Linked DNA regions of Pan troglodytes: region 2 is linked to region 1. The links are chromatin contacts, called in public Hi-C maps. All regions are on one chromosome and are shown on one strand. Each heading gives the region's core, a stretch centred on a gene start, on an enhancer-like site or on the middle of the called end of the contact. The rest is flanking DNA. Distances are from core to core; before and after follow the strand shown.

The links. A called contact is a pair of places that touch in the nucleus more often than the background predicts.
Region 2: a contact with region 1 is called in a Hi-C map of induced pluripotent stem cells, with 2.1 times the contacts expected there. The contact joins two enhancer-like sites. A contact is called at or near these places in 2 of 7 Hi-C or Micro-C datasets (both in induced pluripotent stem cells).

Annotation. Positions count from the first base shown.
Region 1 is chr2:138,966,397-138,969,944 of NHGRI_mPanTro3-v2.0_pri, forward strand. No RefSeq gene overlaps it. Among named protein-coding and RNA genes, the nearest start is that of PPP2R3A, 240 kb to the right of the region's middle. Within about 2 kb of position 1,720, at least 1 of the 24 cell types and tissues checked has an H3K27ac peak or open chromatin away from gene starts, as enhancers often do. A contact at or near this core is called in induced pluripotent stem cells, where this site is marked.
Region 2 is chr2:139,236,199-139,239,767 of NHGRI_mPanTro3-v2.0_pri, forward strand. The region is part of intron 1 of PPP2R3A (protein phosphatase 2 regulatory subunit B''alpha); the gene reads left to right. Among named protein-coding and RNA genes, the nearest start is that of PPP2R3A, 32 kb to the left of the region's middle. Within about 2 kb of position 1,748, at least 7 of the 24 cell types and tissues checked have an H3K27ac peak or open chromatin away from gene starts, as enhancers often do. A contact at or near this core is called in induced pluripotent stem cells, where this site is marked.

The DNA.
Region 1 (3,548 bases), core at 470-2,969:
TGTATGTCTTTTTTGAGAAGTGTCTGTTCATTTCCTTTGCCCATTTTTTAATAGGGTTGTTTGTTTTTGCTTGTGAATTTGTTTAAGTTCCTTATAGATTCTGGACATTAGACCTTTGTTGGATGAATAATAGTTTGCAAAAATTTTCTTCCATTCTCTAGGTTATCTGTTTACTCTGTTGATAGTTTCTTTTGCTGTGCAAAAGCTCTTCAGTTTAATTAGGTCTTATTTGACAATTTTTGTTTTTGTTGCAATTGCTTTTGGTATCTTCATCATGAAATCTTTGCCAGGGTCTATGTCTATAATAATATTTCCTAGGTTGTCTTTCAGGGTGTTTCTAGTTTTAGGTTTTTACATGTATGTCTTTAATCCATCTTGAGTTGATTTTTGTATATGGTGTAAGGAAAGTGTCCAGTTTCAAATATGGCTAGTTAGTTATCCCAGCACCATTTACTGAATAGGGAATCCTTTCTCCATTGCTTGCATTTGTCAACTTTGTTGAAGATCAGATGGTTGTAGATGTGCAGCATTATTTCTGGGCTCTCTATTATGTTCTATTGCCCTATGTGTCTGTTTTTGTACCAGTATCATGGCATTATGGTTACTGCAGCCTGGTAGTATAGTTTGAAGTTGAGTAATGTGATGCCTCTGGCTTGTTGTTTTTGCCTAGGATTGCCTTGGCTATTTGGGCTCACTTTTTATTCCATATGCATTTTAGAATAGTTTTTTCTAATTCGGTGAAGAATGTCAGTGGTAATTTGATACAAAGAACATTGAATTTGTAAATTTCTTCAGGCAGTATGGCCATTTTAACAATATTGATTCTTCCTATCCATGAGCATGGAATGTTTTTCCATCTGTTTATTCATCTCTGATTTCTTTCAGCAGTGTTTTGTAATTCTTGTTGTAGAGCTCTTTCACCTCCAGGGTTAGCTGTATTTCTAGGTATTTTATTCTTTTGGGGGCTATTATGAATGGGCTTGCATTCTTGATTTGGCTCTCAGCTTGGATGTTATTGGTGTATAAAAATGATACTGATTTTGGTACATTGATTTTGTATCCTGTGACTTTGCTCAAGTTATTTGTCAGACTGAGGAGCTTTTGGGCAGCAACTATGGGGTTTTCCAGGTATAAAATCATATCATATGTGAAGAGAGATAGTTTGACTTTTTCTCTTCCTATTTGGATGCCTTTTATTTCTTTCCCTTGTCTGATTGCTCTGGCTAGGACTTCCAGTACAATGTTGAGTAGGAATGGTGAAAGGAGGCATCCTTGTCTTGCTCTGGATTGCCAGGGAAATGTTTGCAGCTTTTGCCAATTCAGTATGATGTTGGCTGTGGGTTTTTTTACAGATAACTCATTATTTTGAAGTATATTCCATCAATACCTATTCTATTAAGAGTTTTTAACATGAAGCAGAGGTTGAATTTTATTGGAAGCCTTTTCTGCATCTATTGAGATGATTATGTGGTTTTTGGTTTTGGTTCTATTTATGTTGTTGATTTGCATACGTTGAAACAACCTTGCATCCCAATGATAAAGCCTACTTTATCTTGGTGAATTAGCTTTCTGATATGCTGCTGAATGTTGTTTGCTAGTGTTTTGTTGAGAATGTTTTAATCTATGTTAATCAAGGATACTGACTTGAAGTTTCTTTTTTGTTGTGTCTCCACTAGGTTTTAGCATCAGAATGGAACTACCCTCACAGAATGAGTTAGGGAGGAGTCTCTCTTCCTCAGTTTTTTGGAATAGAATAATTGCCCAATGGGTTCACCTTTCCTAATGCCTAGACAGAGCTGATCTATCAAGACATGGGAATTGCAATAGAAAAAGTGTAACTCAAACAGAGCCATCTGTGTGGGAGACCAGAGTTTTATTATTACTCAAATCAGTCTCCCCAAGCATTCAGGGATCAGAGTTTTTAAGGACAACTTAGTGGGTGAGGGGAAGCCAGTGAGCCAGGAGTACTGATTGGTCAGGTTAGAGATTAAATCATAGGGAGTCAAAGCTGTCTTATTATGCTGAGTCAGCTCCTGAGTGGGGGCAACAAGATTAGATGAGCCAGTTTATCAATCTGCGTGGTGCCAGTTGATCCACTGCAGGGTCTACAAAATATCTCAAGCACTAATCTTAGGAGCAGTTTAGGGAAGGTCAGAATCTTGTAGCCTCCAGCTGCATGACTCCTAAATCATAATTTCTAATCTTGTGGATAATTTCTTAGTCCTACAAAGACCGCCTAGTCACCATGCAAGAAGGAGGTTTGTTTTGGGAAAGGGCTACTATAATCTTTGTTTTAACCTATAAACTAAGTTCCTCCCATAGTTAGTTCAGCCTATGCCCAGAAAGGAACAAGGACAGCTTAAAGGTTAGAGCCAAGATGGAGTCAGTTAGATTTCTCTTTCGTTGTCACAGTCATAATTTTGCAAAGGCAGTTTCAATAGTTTCAGTAGGAATTGTACCAACTTTTTATACATTTGGTAGAATTTGGCTGTGAATCCATCTGGTTCTAGACCTATTCGGTTTAATAGGCTTTTTATTACTGATTCTATTTCTGAATTGTTTACTCATCGGTTCATGGATTCAGTCTCTTTCTAGTTCAATCTTGGGAAGTTGTATATTTCCAGTAATTTCTCCATTTCCTCTAGGTTTTCTAGCTTGTGTGCACAGAGATGTTTGTAGTATTCTCTGAAGATTTTTTGTATTTCTGTGGGGTCAGTGGTAATGTCCCCTTTGTCATTTCTGATTTTGTTTATTTGAATTTTCTCTCTTTTTTCTTTATTAATCTAGCTAGTTATCTATCTAACTTGCGTATTTTTTCAAAAAACCCACTCCTGGATTCATTGACTTTTGTATGGTTTTTTGCATCTCAATTTCCTTCAGTTCAGCTGTAATTCTGGTTATTTTTTTATATTCTTCTAGCTTTGGGGTTGGTTTGCTCTTGGTTCTCTAGTTCCTCTAGTTGTGATGTTAGGTTGTTAATTTGAGATCTTTTCAATTGTTTGGGTGGGCACTTAGTGTTATAAACTCCCTCTTAACACTGCCTTAGCTGTGTCCCAGATATTCTGTTATGTTACATCTTTGTTCCTATTAATTTCAAAGAATTTCTTGGTTTCTGCCTAATTTCATTGTTTACCCAAAAGTCATTCAGGAGCAGGTTGTTTGATTTCCTTGTAATTACACAGTTTTCAGCAAGTTTCTTAGTATTTATATCTATTTTTATTGTGCTGTGGTCCAAGAGTCTAGCTGGTATGATTTCTGGGGTTTTTTTTAATTTGCTAAGGATTTTTGTATGTCTGTGTGATTGATTTTACAGTGTGTGCCATGTGCAGATGAGAAGAATGTATATTATGTTGTCTTTGGATGGAGTGTTCTGTGGATGTCTATTAGGTCCATTTGGTCAAATGTCCAAGTTCACATCTTGAATATCTTTTTTCTGCCTCAGTTATCTGTCTAATACTGTCAGTGGGGTGTTAAATTCTTCCATTATTATTGTGTGGTTACCTAAGTCTCTTTGTGGGTCTCCAAGAACTTGTTTTATGAATCTGGGT
Region 2 (3,569 bases), core at 498-2,997, 270 kb after region 1:
TTGTCTTCACATTTTTTTGCTTAAAGTTAGCAGAGGCACTTTTATTTCTATCAACTTTTAAAAGAAGCCTGATGAAAAAATAGACCTTCTACATCTCAAATGATTTAATGAAGTGCCCACTAATATGTAGAGAGAAATATTTGTTGGTTAATCTAACAGAGTTAAAGCTTATTGCACAAACAGATGTCATCCTAGTGGAAGATTTTTAGTAAATTGCTAAGGAACTTTTTCTCTCCTTTGCTCCTTCTTGATCAGCATTATTTAATCAATAAACATATTACCTCATACTTCTTTTTGTATTCTGGCCTTCACGAGAAGCCCTAGATCAAGCTAGTCATTTGTACCATCTCTACTTCTACATCAGTCCTGCTCAGTGTTTCAGGATCTATCCTTACTTTTGCCTGTTGCTAATCAGATACCTCCTTATTTTCATTAACATCTATTTCAGATTTTCACTATCTTCCCAAATTCCTTAATACCTCTCCTGCCCCCTAAACTTTAATCAATAATTTTGCTTTCAGTTTCACTGAGAAAAATTGAACCTGTCATGGAAAAAAATTCCTTGTATTTTTCTTCTTCCATTTATAAACTGGTTTCTTTCCCCCTGCCTCACTAGGAAAGGTATCCACCTTCCTCTGAGACTAATCCCCTCACCAGGGCTTTGGCTACTAGTTCCTGGGTCCTCAAAGCTTTTTCTGGATCTTTCCCTTCAACATGTACACAAGCTCAAATATCTTCTATCCTTTAAGAAAAAATTCATATCTCCATTCTCTTCTAGCTGCCGTTTTATAGCCCTCCTTTTCTTAGCAAAAAAACTAATGGAAAATCTAGTCTACCTACACCACTTTTTTTGACACCAAGTCCCTGAAATTGCACGTGATAAGGATACCAGCAACCTTCATATTGGCAAATCCAGTTTTTTGTTTTTCCTGGACCTCTTAGTAACATCCAGTGCTAGTGCCCTCCATTTGGAAAGTCCCTTCTTCAGCCTCCATAAAACTGCTTTCTCCTGGTTTTCTTGTTATCTTTTTCTCTTTCTTCTTAGACTCCCTCTAAGAATTCTGTTCCTCTCTTCAACCCAGAAATGTCATTGATCCTCAACTTTTCCTCAGTCCAGAGCTCCCCTCACTTTATGCACTCACCCTGAGTAAATTCTCAGAGCTGCGTCTCCAACCCAGATCTTTCTGCTGACCTCCAGGTTTTTGTGTTCACATTTCATTCAGTCATCACCACTTAGATATTCCGCAGGTACCTCCTCAAACAACACATTCAGAAAATAACTTTATCTGTCCTGTGGCCACCCCCCGTAAAACAAAAACAAAAAGTCTGTTTTAGGATTAGCAACACAAGTCTCCCAGTACTTAAGCCAGAAATCCAAGATTCCACCCTGTCACTTTCCCCTCCTGCTGTTCTATGGATTCTTCCTCCTGGGCTAATCAGTGCCCTCCTCTTTGTTATTACTGTCACCTACTTGGTTTAGATTCTCATCACTTCTTGCATGGATTATTATCATAACCTCCTAATCGATTTCTAGGTCTTCAGTCTGGTTCCTATCTATCCTCCACTCAGGTGCTACAGTGATCTTTCTGTAACAAATTTCATCATGTTACTCTTACTCTCTAGCCTAAAAGTCTTTGTTTTTCTCATAGCTTTCAGAATAAAGTTCAGACTCCTTAGTTTAGCATACAAAGGCCAACTGTGACTGTATGCTCTGTTTTCCTGCCCTCTTGCTTGTCTCTGTACGCCCCCCAGTGAAACTGGCTGGAACTACTTGTACTTCGGCATTCACTGTGCAGTGTTCTGCCTCTCTGCCTTCACATATGTGTTTCCCTCTACCTGGAGTATTCTTCCCTTCCTTTTTGTCTAAGTAGCTCTCATTGATCCTTCAAAATTATGTACCTACATCGCTATATTTCAGGAAGCTTTTCCTGACTCCTCAGTCTGATTCAGATGCTCCCTCTCAAAACAGACAAAGGACATGAAGAAAGGCTTCACAAGTGAACAATGACAAAATGTCTAATAGGTAAATGAGAAGATATTCAGACTTACCAGCAATCAAGGAAATGAAGATTAAAACAATGTACTTCCATTTTTTTCATCAATCAAATTACCAAAAATTTAAAGAGAGGAATCAGTCCAAGAAAACATGGAGAAACAGGCCCTCTTCTAGATTGGCCCTATGTATCTAATGACTTTTTTTGAAAAAGCATATGTACACACACACACACATCTTTTGACTCAACATTTTACTGTGTGGAATATATTATAAGCAAATAACTGAAGAGCTATGTAAAATAAATGTAAAAGAATATTTATCACTGCTTATTTGAAAACAAATAGTAAATAACCTAAATGTTCAGCAATAACAAATGGCTACATTTATTTATATGATAGAATGTTATTCATTAAAATGATCTATGTCTATTTTGACCTGGAAGTACATTTATAAGATATTGTCAAAGTAAGTTATAGTATGGTCCAAATTTTGTAAAAAATACATACATTTATAAATTTTTGCAAGAGAAAGTTAAAGTATATCCATAAGAATATCAACAGTGTTTATTTCTGCTTGTGAGTATTGTCCAACTTTTCTGAAAAGAGCATTTATTAATTGTGGGAGCAAAATGGGAGAAACTTGGCCTCACTCCTGATAGCTGCTGTGCTTGCTTGCTTCTGTCCCTGCCCTCATTAAACATTGAGCACTCCGAAGACATCACTATATGTCATTTGGCATCATTCTCCCAGGGTCAGGCACAGAGTAGGAAATGTTTGATAAGTGAATTAGAGCAATAACAGCAATAATATTTATTGTGCATTCCCTGAGTCTTAGGTACTGTTGTAAGCATCTGACATATGTTAACTTAATCTTCATGAGATGGGTATTATTATTCTCTCCATTTTGCCGTTGAAACAGACTGACAAGGTTAACCACCTTATATTAGGCCACACTGGCAGGATTGGGCTTCAAAACCATGGAGTCTAGCTTTCTCTTAGACGCAGGATAGCATGGTGCTTCTGAGTTAGGTTGGATCTCTGATTGAAAATAGTGGATTAGATTCCATGTCTAAGATTCCATCTAGTTAACTGGGCATCAATTGAATTATGGTCTGAATAAAAAGGCAGAATTTGACACCCATGGGTCTGAAACAAATAGCAGGGAAAGTAATCTTTGATTCTTTGGCATTTTTTTTTAACTCAAATGATTTTAGACTGTAAATTTCTCATTGATAGTTGGTGCTACCCCTTGAGGTTTGGTTTTCTGCTGTTGATGTCCTTTCAAAACTTACTCAAAGACCTAAATTTGTGATTCGTTCTTTTAAGTCTTGCCCCATCCCCTTTTTCTTTCTCAGCAAGATGACTCGTGAAAAGTTCATCAGATTTTTATTTATTTACTTATTTTTATTTATTTTTTTTTCTGAGATGGAGTCTCGCTCTGTCACCCAGGCTGGAGTGCAGTGGCGTGATCTCGGCTCACTGCAACCTCTGCCTCCCGGGTTCAAGAAATTCTCCTGCCTCAGCCTCCCGAGTAGCTGGGACTACAGGCCATGTCATCTCCCACATTGTCTCCT